Linked DNA regions of Aedes albopictus: region 2 is linked to region 1. The links are chromatin contacts, called in public Hi-C maps. All regions are on one chromosome and are shown on one strand. Each heading gives the region's core, a stretch centred on a gene start, on an enhancer-like site or on the middle of the called end of the contact. The rest is flanking DNA. Distances are from core to core; before and after follow the strand shown. Region 1 holds the start of LOC109426663 (probable peptidoglycan muropeptide transporter SLC46). Region 2 holds the start of LOC109426658 (protein boule).

The links. A called contact is a pair of places that touch in the nucleus more often than the background predicts.
Region 2: a contact with region 1 is called in a Hi-C map of embryo, with 7 times the contacts expected there. The contact joins the promoter of LOC109426658 here to the promoter of LOC109426663 in region 1. A contact is called at or near these places in 3 of 3 Hi-C or Micro-C datasets (embryo, whole body and whole pupa).

The regions. Positions count from the first base shown.
Region 1 is chr2:425,676,783-425,681,872 of AalbF5, forward strand. LOC109426663 (probable peptidoglycan muropeptide transporter SLC46) reads right to left here and starts at 1,729. Exons shown (of 7, transcript XM_019702190.3): 1 at 1,406-1,729; 2 at 630-1,067. The coding sequence starts at 771.
Region 2 is chr2:425,914,635-425,919,639 of AalbF5, forward strand. It overlaps LOC109426658 (protein boule), which reads right to left and starts at 3,456. Exons shown (of 8, transcript XM_062853578.1): 1 at 3,112-3,456.

The DNA of each region.
Region 1 (5,090 bases), core at 479-2,978:
TCAATACAAATTCTTATTCCGAAAGGTCCCAAAATTACATCAAAACAGCTAGAAACATATTTTTTGCGTAACTCTTTTACAACATAACAGTGTTGTTGTTTTCTCCATTTCTTGCAACCGAACGTGCCAGATAATGAGTCGAACCCATACAGGTTTGCTTGGGTTCCTAACTTGTGCGCAGAGAATAACCCACTGCGAATTTTTGCCCCGCATTACTGATTGATTGATTTATCTTTATTATAGAGACTTTCAGCCCTTGGCTGGTTCGTCTCTTTTTCCCGCATTACTCTATTTAGAGGGGAGACACATATAAATTATTCAAGAAATTTTAAAATTTTTTGAGATGAAATAAGAGTCGCCCAGAAAATTTCCTAACTAATCCGATGAGTTTGACGATTTTGCCTAACTGTTTGGGTATTTTTTCATTAAATATATTTATTATTTATCGTCCCCCCTTGACGAACCAACAAGAACTGTGACAAAAGAAGAAAATGGGATTTGTTCCGGCCTAATTTTACAAAAAAACGTGTATTACCCATCGATTTAAATAATTTTTGAGCTGACATTCACGAAGGAATGATTTTTTTTTATGATAAAACATGCATTAAACCAAGCCTATCAATACTTACACGATACATTCCACGCGTAGAACAGCAACAGAATAGCTGGCTCTAGAATAAAGTAGCGATACTTTCGTTCAAACTTGTTCTGCTCCCCGCTGGACACTGTCGGCGTATCTTCAAGGTAACCACTCACTTCACCTCCATCCATTATAATGTTGTCACTGGGAGTGCGATATGCGTTTCGTACGATTCGACCAAAGGTGTCGTTTGCACCTCACTGCTGCTGCTGCTTGTAACAAGTGCAGTTATCAGCAATTTTCCCTACGGATGATTCTTATCACCATCTTACTACGGTTGTGGATTACTGTGGCTGTTCGTTGACTTTGCTAGTCCTTAAAACATTCTGATGGACTTCTGTGCCGCTTGACGATGGTTACAGCGGGACTAATTCCAAATCATTCGATGATTAAAGCTGCACGCTTAGGAATGTGGTGATACTAAAAACTGAAAGAGAAAATTGATATCAAATGTGGAGGTCGAAACGAACAGTTATCATTTCCGCAACGCAAATTTAATTCATATGCACGATGATTCTGATTCGGACTTGTAATGGGAACAAAGAGTTGCAAAAAATATACACTAGCCACTGAATGACGCATCAGTACCCTGTATGATTGGTTTTGTCGCCATACTCTCGAAAACAGCAAAAGTGGTTTCCAAATCAGAACAATCGTTGAATGAATCCTTGCAAGTGATAACGGCCCACTTGATCCCCGAAAACATGTTGCTAACTTCCTGAATAAATGGGAGAAAGCGTGATATACGCACTGCACCTTACATACCTCCTATAGATGTATCGGTTTTGCAAAAAAAAAAGCATTTAACCAATCCTCATATCCATTTACGCGTAGCTATTGGCCGAGCTTAATTCACCATTCTTCGCGCGTATCGAAATCAAAACACCACTGACTGGTCGGTCACGTTGTTATTTTGCTTAGCTTGCTGGAGTGCGTTATCACAGATGATTTCAGCTCGCAGTCTCGCCTATCACTGCTGTTTTCCAAGGGGTTAGGATTTGTAAATAGTCCAAGGTACCTTCTTAGTACACACGCAAAAGGCAGAAATGATGAATATTTTTCGCATCAGCGACTCAAAACAAACCCGAGAGTGTGTGGGACTATGTGAGAGGAGCGCGTGTATATTATATGCGCAATGCCAGGTTGATGAGGCGACAGCTTAACGTCGTGAGTAAGTGAGCAGTGAGATAGGAATGAATTGCAAGCATAGTCACAAATACTCGAGCCTAAGCTGTTTAAAAACAAGCGAAGATGTGTATTGTGAGAAGTGTTGCTATACCTGTTTATTTACAATAAATCTTCTCAATCCCAAATTGCTCCAAAATTGCAATTTTTGTAGGTGAGAGTATTCCAACTAAAGTTTTTTTTTCCAAAATTCATCGCTTTTCAACCGCATTTGTTTATCATGATTCATGATGTAAGCTGGTGTCTTCAGTTAGCCTAGTGGTTAAGGTTTTGGATCGCCAAGCTGAAGACGGCGGGTTCGATTCCCGTTCCGACCGGGAAAATTTTCTCGACTCCCTGGGCATCAGTGTATCATTGTACTTGCCACACAATGTACAAATTCATGCAATGGCAGGCAAAGTAAGCCCTTCAATTAATAACTGTGGATGTGCTCAAAGAACACTAAGTTGAAGACAGGCAGGCCAAGTTCCAATGCGGACGTCAAACCATACAGAAGAAGAAGAAGAAAAGAAGGAGAAGAAGAAGATGTAAGCTGGATTTATATTGACATTTGTCAATCAAAGCTTCATGCATTCCAAAATCACAGTATACACATAAGGAGAGCAAAACAAACAACCAAGCGGCTCCATGAATGTGTTGTTTGGGAGATACGTAGCGTTCACTTGCATAATTCAACCATATTAGATTCCATTCATCGATCTTTTTTTTCTTTCTGCTCAACAGACTACCGGACAGAAGGTCCAGGTAGTGTGAGGTTAATGACCGTCTTCTTACAGACTAGCGTATTGTTGAGGCTGCGCCGCCATGAGCTTCTTGGTATGCCTCTGCTGCGATGTCCTGCTGAGTGTGGCCGACTCACCTCCACTTCCGCTCCCGAATTTCTGTCGCTATCGGCTTTTGATACTATCGACTAGATACTGTATATATAGAGAAATGCAAAGACGACTTCTTTTGATTGTTGTGCTTCTTTTTCACCAGACTTTGTTTTCATAATTTTGCTGGCGTGCTCGATAGGTAGCCGATTTGACAGTTCTATAGGTAGATTTGGTTAAACTCTTTGCGGGTCTGTGTTATAAACAGACTGTACTATCGACGATGGAGATCCAATTGTGAGGTCCCCATACACGAATTATATACCGCAGGCATCTATTGATGAAGATCTGCAGCCGTTGAGTGTTCTCCACTGATACACACCAAGTTTCACTGGCGTCTTGCAGCACAGATTTCACAAACGAGTTTTGGTGCGTCGACTAATGTGGTAGTTTTTCCATATATTTCTTAAACTCGCAAAAGCAGCCCTCGTTTTCTTGAACCGTGCATCTATGTCGATCTTGGTGCCGCCATTGGCCGTCATTTGGCTACCAAAATATTGGAAGCTTTCAACATTCTCCACTGATTGCCCAGCTACCGTAAAGCTGGAAGGGTTTACCGTGTTTACATCCAACGATTTGGTCTTGTTGACGTTGATGGTAAGACCTGCCGCTGAGGAGCGATTGGCAAGATCATCGAGCTTGCTCTGCATATCAGGGCGCCGTTGAGGTAGCAGAGCAACGTCATCAGCCAATTCGAAGTCATTTATGTGCTCCATGGTAATGGTCTGCCAAAGCAATCCACGATTTGGTTCACGATCAATCGCACCTACCAGGATCTCGTCGATTACGATGAGGAACAGTAGCGGTGATTGTATACATCCTTGCCTCACTCCAGCAACGACCCGGATGGGATGGGACGAAACACCGTTGTGCAGTACTCTGCATGAAAATGCCCTGTACTGTGCTTCAATGAGGCTGATGATTTTCCCAGGAAGACCCTTGCGCCTGAGCGCTTCCCACATATTCCCGTGATTGAGACAGTCGAAAACTTCTTTGTGATCAATAAACACCAGGTAGAGAGATTCTTGGAATTCATTGATTTGCTCCAGAATGATAAGGAGGACTTTGAGAGCGATACACAGTAACATGATGCACCGCCAATTATCGCATACAGTCACTATTGGTTCCACTGTTGGTTAAATCTAAGGGGTCCACTATTGCCATCGATTTAACATGGTAAGAGAATACGATCTAACCAATAGTGGACTCCAACAATTCAATAGTAACCGCGGGGTCCCTTTCTAGGATAATTTGATCGAGATTTAAAATAATTATTTTATATTGAATATAAGGTGTTTCCGTACGATTTTTGGGTGACATGTGTAGGAAAGATATTGATCTTGCTGCGCAACCATTGATAAAGACCATTCAATTAGGATATCATAATGCTTTTACGATCATAGAAAAATTCAGCTACTAAGGGGTCGACTATTGGTTAAAATACTTTAACTGTCCGTCCATACGTGTCTTTCACGGGCATCGTAGCATTCATCTTAGTCTCACTAAGGCAACGTGAAACATCGATACGGATGTCGCCGGTGTTTTCGGCTCGTCGGCTAGGGAATCCACCCACGCTCTTTTGTCCAGTCTACATGAGCGTTTCGTTTCCTTCTCAAACGCCGAATAGCACTGACGGACTACGGCATTGGCTCCTCGTGTTTTCGCTCACTCTATCGCGGCTTTGGCGTTCCTTTGCTCCTCTATCTTCCTCCAGGTATCATCTGTGAACCACTGCTTTCTCCGAGTGCGTAGCTCACCCAAAATATTCTCGCCGGTAACGATGAAGGCGCTTTTGATGGTGCTGCATTGATCTTCTACGCTTCCACCTTCTGGAATATCCGCAGCACGGTTATCTAGCTCCTCGACGAAGGAACTTTTTACCGCAGCGTCTTCCAGTCGGCGTGTGTTGAACCGGCTCCCGGCCAACAATAAGTCCATGGTGTGACTGTTGTTGATCTTCTTTTTTTAGGCGAGAATGGCGCCTGCTACATCAGGTTGCAGGTCAATGTATGAAAGGGGAATGAAATTATGACTGCAATCGCTTGCCCAATTCAGGCCGTTGAGTCATGCAGATGTTTTAGTGTTGTTGGGAAATGAATATTTTTGGCAGAGGGTTCACGCATTGGTGCGTGGATGCCAGACGTAATGTGATAGAATGTGTGATGATTACTGTAAAGATGCCGTACCACAGTTCGCAAGGTTACTTAACTTGTAGGCGTTATTTACTAGATTGACACTGTAGATTGGTCAAGGTTTAATGACGATTCTCAGAATATTTTCAAGACTAATTGATCATCAAAATGTTACTAGGGCAATTTTTTCTCGTACTGAAATTCAATAGGGCCGATGATTTTCTCAAGAACGCTATGGCTTCGCTTAAGAAGCGTTGCCCC
Region 2 (5,005 bases), core at 2,206-4,705, 240 kb after region 1:
AATATCTCTTCTTAGAATTACTGCACAACATTCTCAAGTTTCCCAGGATATTTCTTTTTCGATTCCTTTAAGAATACTTCACAAGTTCTTCTAGGGAAATTGTATCAGAGAGTTTTTCCATTAATACCATGCAGACATTGAGCAAAAAATTCTTTCAAGAATCCAGAATATCTCCAGGATTTCTTCCAGGGTTTGTTCCAAATCATCCTTCAACAATTCATGATTTTTTTTAGAACCTTAGTCTGGAATTTCTGCAGGAATTCCCGATGAATTGGTTTCAAGCATTGCTTCAGAAACATCTTCATGATTCAATTCAGAAATTCCTCAAGAATTTTCTTTAAAAATGCCTGCAGGGAATTTATCCGAAACTTCTTTAGGATTTTTACCTTAAATTTTCCAAAAAAATCCCATCAAATACTTCTACAAATTCCTCCAAAGCCATCTCAGGAGTTTATTTTCACCCCTCTGTTGGGGACATTAAACTACTGCGTCCAATTGACTGAACTTTTGTGGTGAATCTCAGAAATTTTTTCAGGTAACCCTCGATGAATAACTCCTACATGTTTTATGTGATTTCATAAAATACGTCAGTAAATATCTGTGGAGGAATATCTCCAAAGGAATCCCTGGAATTATTTCTGAAAGAACCGCAGAAGGGATTCCAAAGAGAAACCTTCTAGGCATTTCTTCGGTATCCCCTTACGATATTTTAAACGGGAATCCTTGCAAGAATTTCCGAAGGAATTGCTGAAATTCTGAAAATGAAACAAAATCATGGAAAAATGTTTAAGGTACACCTAAACCTTGATTTACGTCCACTATTGGCTTGGCGAAAAAAAAATCCAAAGACAAAATAATGATCAAAATACACATTCTTATATTTTTGTACACTTCTCCTAATCACGAAGATGGTTTATAAAATATAAAACTGTTGAGTTTGCTCATTGTCTTAGCGGTAGAATTTTTTGTCGCTCAGCCAAGCATGGACGTAAAAAAAGGACAAGGTGTAATCTTTTAGTGACATTTATGAAAAATCCTTAAACTACTGAAGGAGTCCTAAGTTATATTTCAGAAGGGAATCTTTAGTATCTGTAGTAAGCTTTGAATAGAATCCATGGAGGAATGTCTGAAAGAATCTCTGCAGGAATTTTTGAATAAATTGTTTATCGAATTCCTGAAGATTATGTGAATGAGTCCCAAGGAATTTTCTGAAATAAATCTAGAAAGGGTTGCTAGAGAAATTTCTGGAAACTCTCCCCCAGAATCCCTTGGTGGAATTTCTACAAGGGTTTTTTAATGAATATTTAGAAAATTTCCAAGATGTGACCATAATTCATGGAGGAAGTTCGGAAAGAATTTCCGGAGGAATTCTTGAACATATTTTTAAAGGAATCCCTGAAAGGCTGTCTGGAGACATACTATATCTTCTGTAAAGGTTCCTAGAAATTTCCAAAGAAATATACGTCAACGTTTCTAGAAATTGTTACTGAAATGTTTCCAAATTTCTTAAAGAATCCGAAGAAATAATCCTAATGATATCCTTGGAAGAATTTCAGGAGGAATTACTGATGAAATACCTAGAGGAATACCCTGAGAAACTCATGAACTACATGATTTTTTTTTTCAGAATTCACTGAAAGACTATCTAATGGAATTACTAAGCAAAATTAGTAATAAATAATTTATAGAAGAAGTCCGAAAGAGGAATTCCTGAACGAACACTGGGATAACTGTGCAAATATAATTCTTGGAGTTATTTCTGAAGGGCGAAAGCCCGTTAGTTACGCCACGCTTTGAGGAGGAAGGGATTCCGAAGTGTGTGATAATCTCAGAGGAGTCCTATACAAAAACTTTAGAGGTTCGACTGGGAAGTAGACTTATTTCTCGTGGGATTTCGGCTTTCAGTCCAAGAAAACCAACGCTTTTCTTGGACTGAAATCCGAAATCCCACGACCTATACAAAAAGTGTGCCATACAAGGGAGGGGGAGGGGTGGTTGCGGTGAAAATGGCGATTTTTGCGTGTCCTTATTTATGGAGCCATTTCAATGGTTCTGCATAGAAATTCTTTGGACAATTTATGGAGGAACATAAAGCATCTCTATAAAATATTTCTGAAGGAACATTTGAATTTTTTAAGAGTCCTTGGAGAAATTTCTGAAAGATTTCAGGACTCTTTATTTTCTAAAACTAAAACTAAACAGTTAGAATGTCAGGAATCCATGAATGGTTTTCTGAAAGAATTCCCGGAGAAATTTCTGAAATAATCCATGGAGGAGTTAGATACCTCATTGGTTCCTTGTGTGAGTGTAGCTGGTCTGGCGATAATGGAGTAGCATCCACGGGCAGTCAAACATGCTCAAGCTCAAAACAACTTGGTAATTTCTTGGGTTTTCGGCTTGGTGTTGGCTTGGGTTACCGAGCCCTGAGGACGGTCCCACACATGGACCGAAATATCGACGATGATCTGAAATCAGTCAACGCAAATTATTTTAGACTGCAAGAAATTAAAGTACCTAAATCAATCGACATTCGAAATCGTATTGCAGATTAGTGTTTAAAAAATGTGTACTGTGAAGTTTTTCGTCGACAGAATTGTCTTTTTCTTTTACATGGGCACCTTTAACCCAATTCCCCTACCTATTTAATGGAAGCCTGTTTTTTCATCCAGTTTGCTTTACAAAATTTTCGAAATTTGTATGAAGCGTAAACTTTGGCCAGACCACCTCCCCCATAAAAATCTACACAGTCCTTGGACAGGCCCCAAGTTCAGCGCATGACGAAATCACGATGGACTTTATCTGACCTGAATTTCAAAGAAATCCGCTGCAAAATAGTAACTAATTAATAGTGATGAATTTTTCGTGAACACCCTTTAGGTGCAGGGTTTTCAGAGCACTGACAAAACAGCAAAAAACGCACACTATGTGTATACACTACACAACGATCGACCTCTTCACCCCGAGAACCGCGCAGCACCACAGTGTGCGAATCGCCTCGCCAGTCGAACCCCGCCGCAGGTGAACGTTTGACACTAGAAAAACACCGATTCTGCACCAGCAGAGGACAATTTTCACGAACGGGACGGCACTGCACGACGGGAAAAAACGCACCACCACTTTTCCGCGACACTTTCTGGGCGAGCACTAACCAGGAGGAAAAACCTTGCGCCAGCGAGCGAGCTACCGACCGGACACGACGAATGTGGGTTTTGCTAAGGAAGGCAAGCGAAAAATTAAACTGGTTTTTCAGCTGGCTGATTGCTTCCCTGCGCTACTCTCCCTCTTCTTGGGAGCTTTTCTTCTTTCTTGGCTCGGGCTTACTTTTTTCCACTAAACTGACTGGCTGACTGGTTCCTATTATTTTCCCTTGTATCAAATGGTAAGGTTTCGCTGCTTTATTTGCTGACTGCTGATTGCTGCTGCTTCTCTCTGATGCGATGATGTGCGACTGAACCTCTAGACTGGGCCCGAAGTGTGTCCAACAATCGAGCGAGCCATAGCGAGAGAGTTGCTCATTAGAGTGATCCACAAGAGGCTGAATTTCATGGATTTCTTTCACTTTTAAATGAAATTTCAAATAAGTTACCAAGACAGTATGATTTTTTGAGCTCCTTGTGCGCACGTATTTTTTAGAACTTTAAGCACGTGTATAAAAATCAAAGGTGTAAGAAAAAATAAATCTTCAAATATATGATTTTAAATTGGAATTCAAATTAATGCATTTCCCTTGTTCATTGTTCGTTCAAAGAGGATCCACTTCATGATTTAAAAAACGACCCGATTAAAAGAAACTTAATGGAATTTTTGACTACCCAACGTTCTGTGTTTACAGGTCGTATCATTACTTCCTACTAGTAAGGTTTGAAGTTCCAAATATTTCACTTTTTCCACATCAGCCTAGTCCACTCTATTACCCAGCGCAAATTACAGCTGCGGGAGCATTAATGCGACAATTTGATGCTCTTCTCTGGATGGGTATAACTGCGTACTACCTACTTGTACGACGACAATAGGAGCACGCATACAGAGAACTAGACGCTACCAGCGGCAGTCAGTGGTATAGTCCTACACACGATGATGAGGAACTTGCTTTCTCCGCGTGCATGCACCGCGCGCTGCACGACGACGGCGATTTGAGTGGTGGAATGCGCGGTTCAGCGTGCGGGTGAACGGCGAATTTTCGCGTTCACGATTTATTTTGCACCGTTCACTCGACATCAATATGTACTTGTAAGCTTGGTGAGAAAGGGTAGCTGATTTTCAGAGTGAGATGAGATTTCATGAGCAGATGAGTTGATAGCAATACTGGCGAGTGAGGTAAGGCATGTTTAGTAGAGTAACACTTTGTCGTTAAATTGGCGATTTTTTATTCAAAGTTCGCAGAGCCGTAGCGTAGTCCCATGGCGCCATTGGCAAGCATCCAGGTTGGGGCCCCATGACAATAGGACATTGTTAATTTGCGAAAGTTTGTAGTTATGTATTCTTTTTTTCAGTTTTCGTAAAACTTGGATTTTGGTGTTTCGAAGAAACAAATCCTCCCGATTTTTTATTTTCTTATATTTTTTTTTCATTCAAAATTTCACAAAATTTTATTTTCTTATACGAGTATACTCTCCTCCCCTCGCATATCAGTCCCATTTGACTTTTCAGCATTTTTGAGTAAATGCTATGAACAGTCAACATTTTCAACAAACTTTTATAACCCATAATAAAAATTACGGATTTTTATATCAATGTGCGTAAAAAAAAAAAACAAATTACGAGCGTCTCATATTGAAAGTACCCGCATAACAGTCCCATCATGGATTTATGTACCCTGTAACACAACTGAATAAATTTGTAGTAAACGTAATATTTTCCACAGTTATGTTTGAAGGTGCAAAGTTTCAGGATGATCGACATATTCTTCAAATTATGACGATTTCTCAAAATTTTACATGGAAACGAGTTGTCCAACTTCAAACGCTGTTTCCTCAATACTTGTTGGATTTAATCAGTATATCTC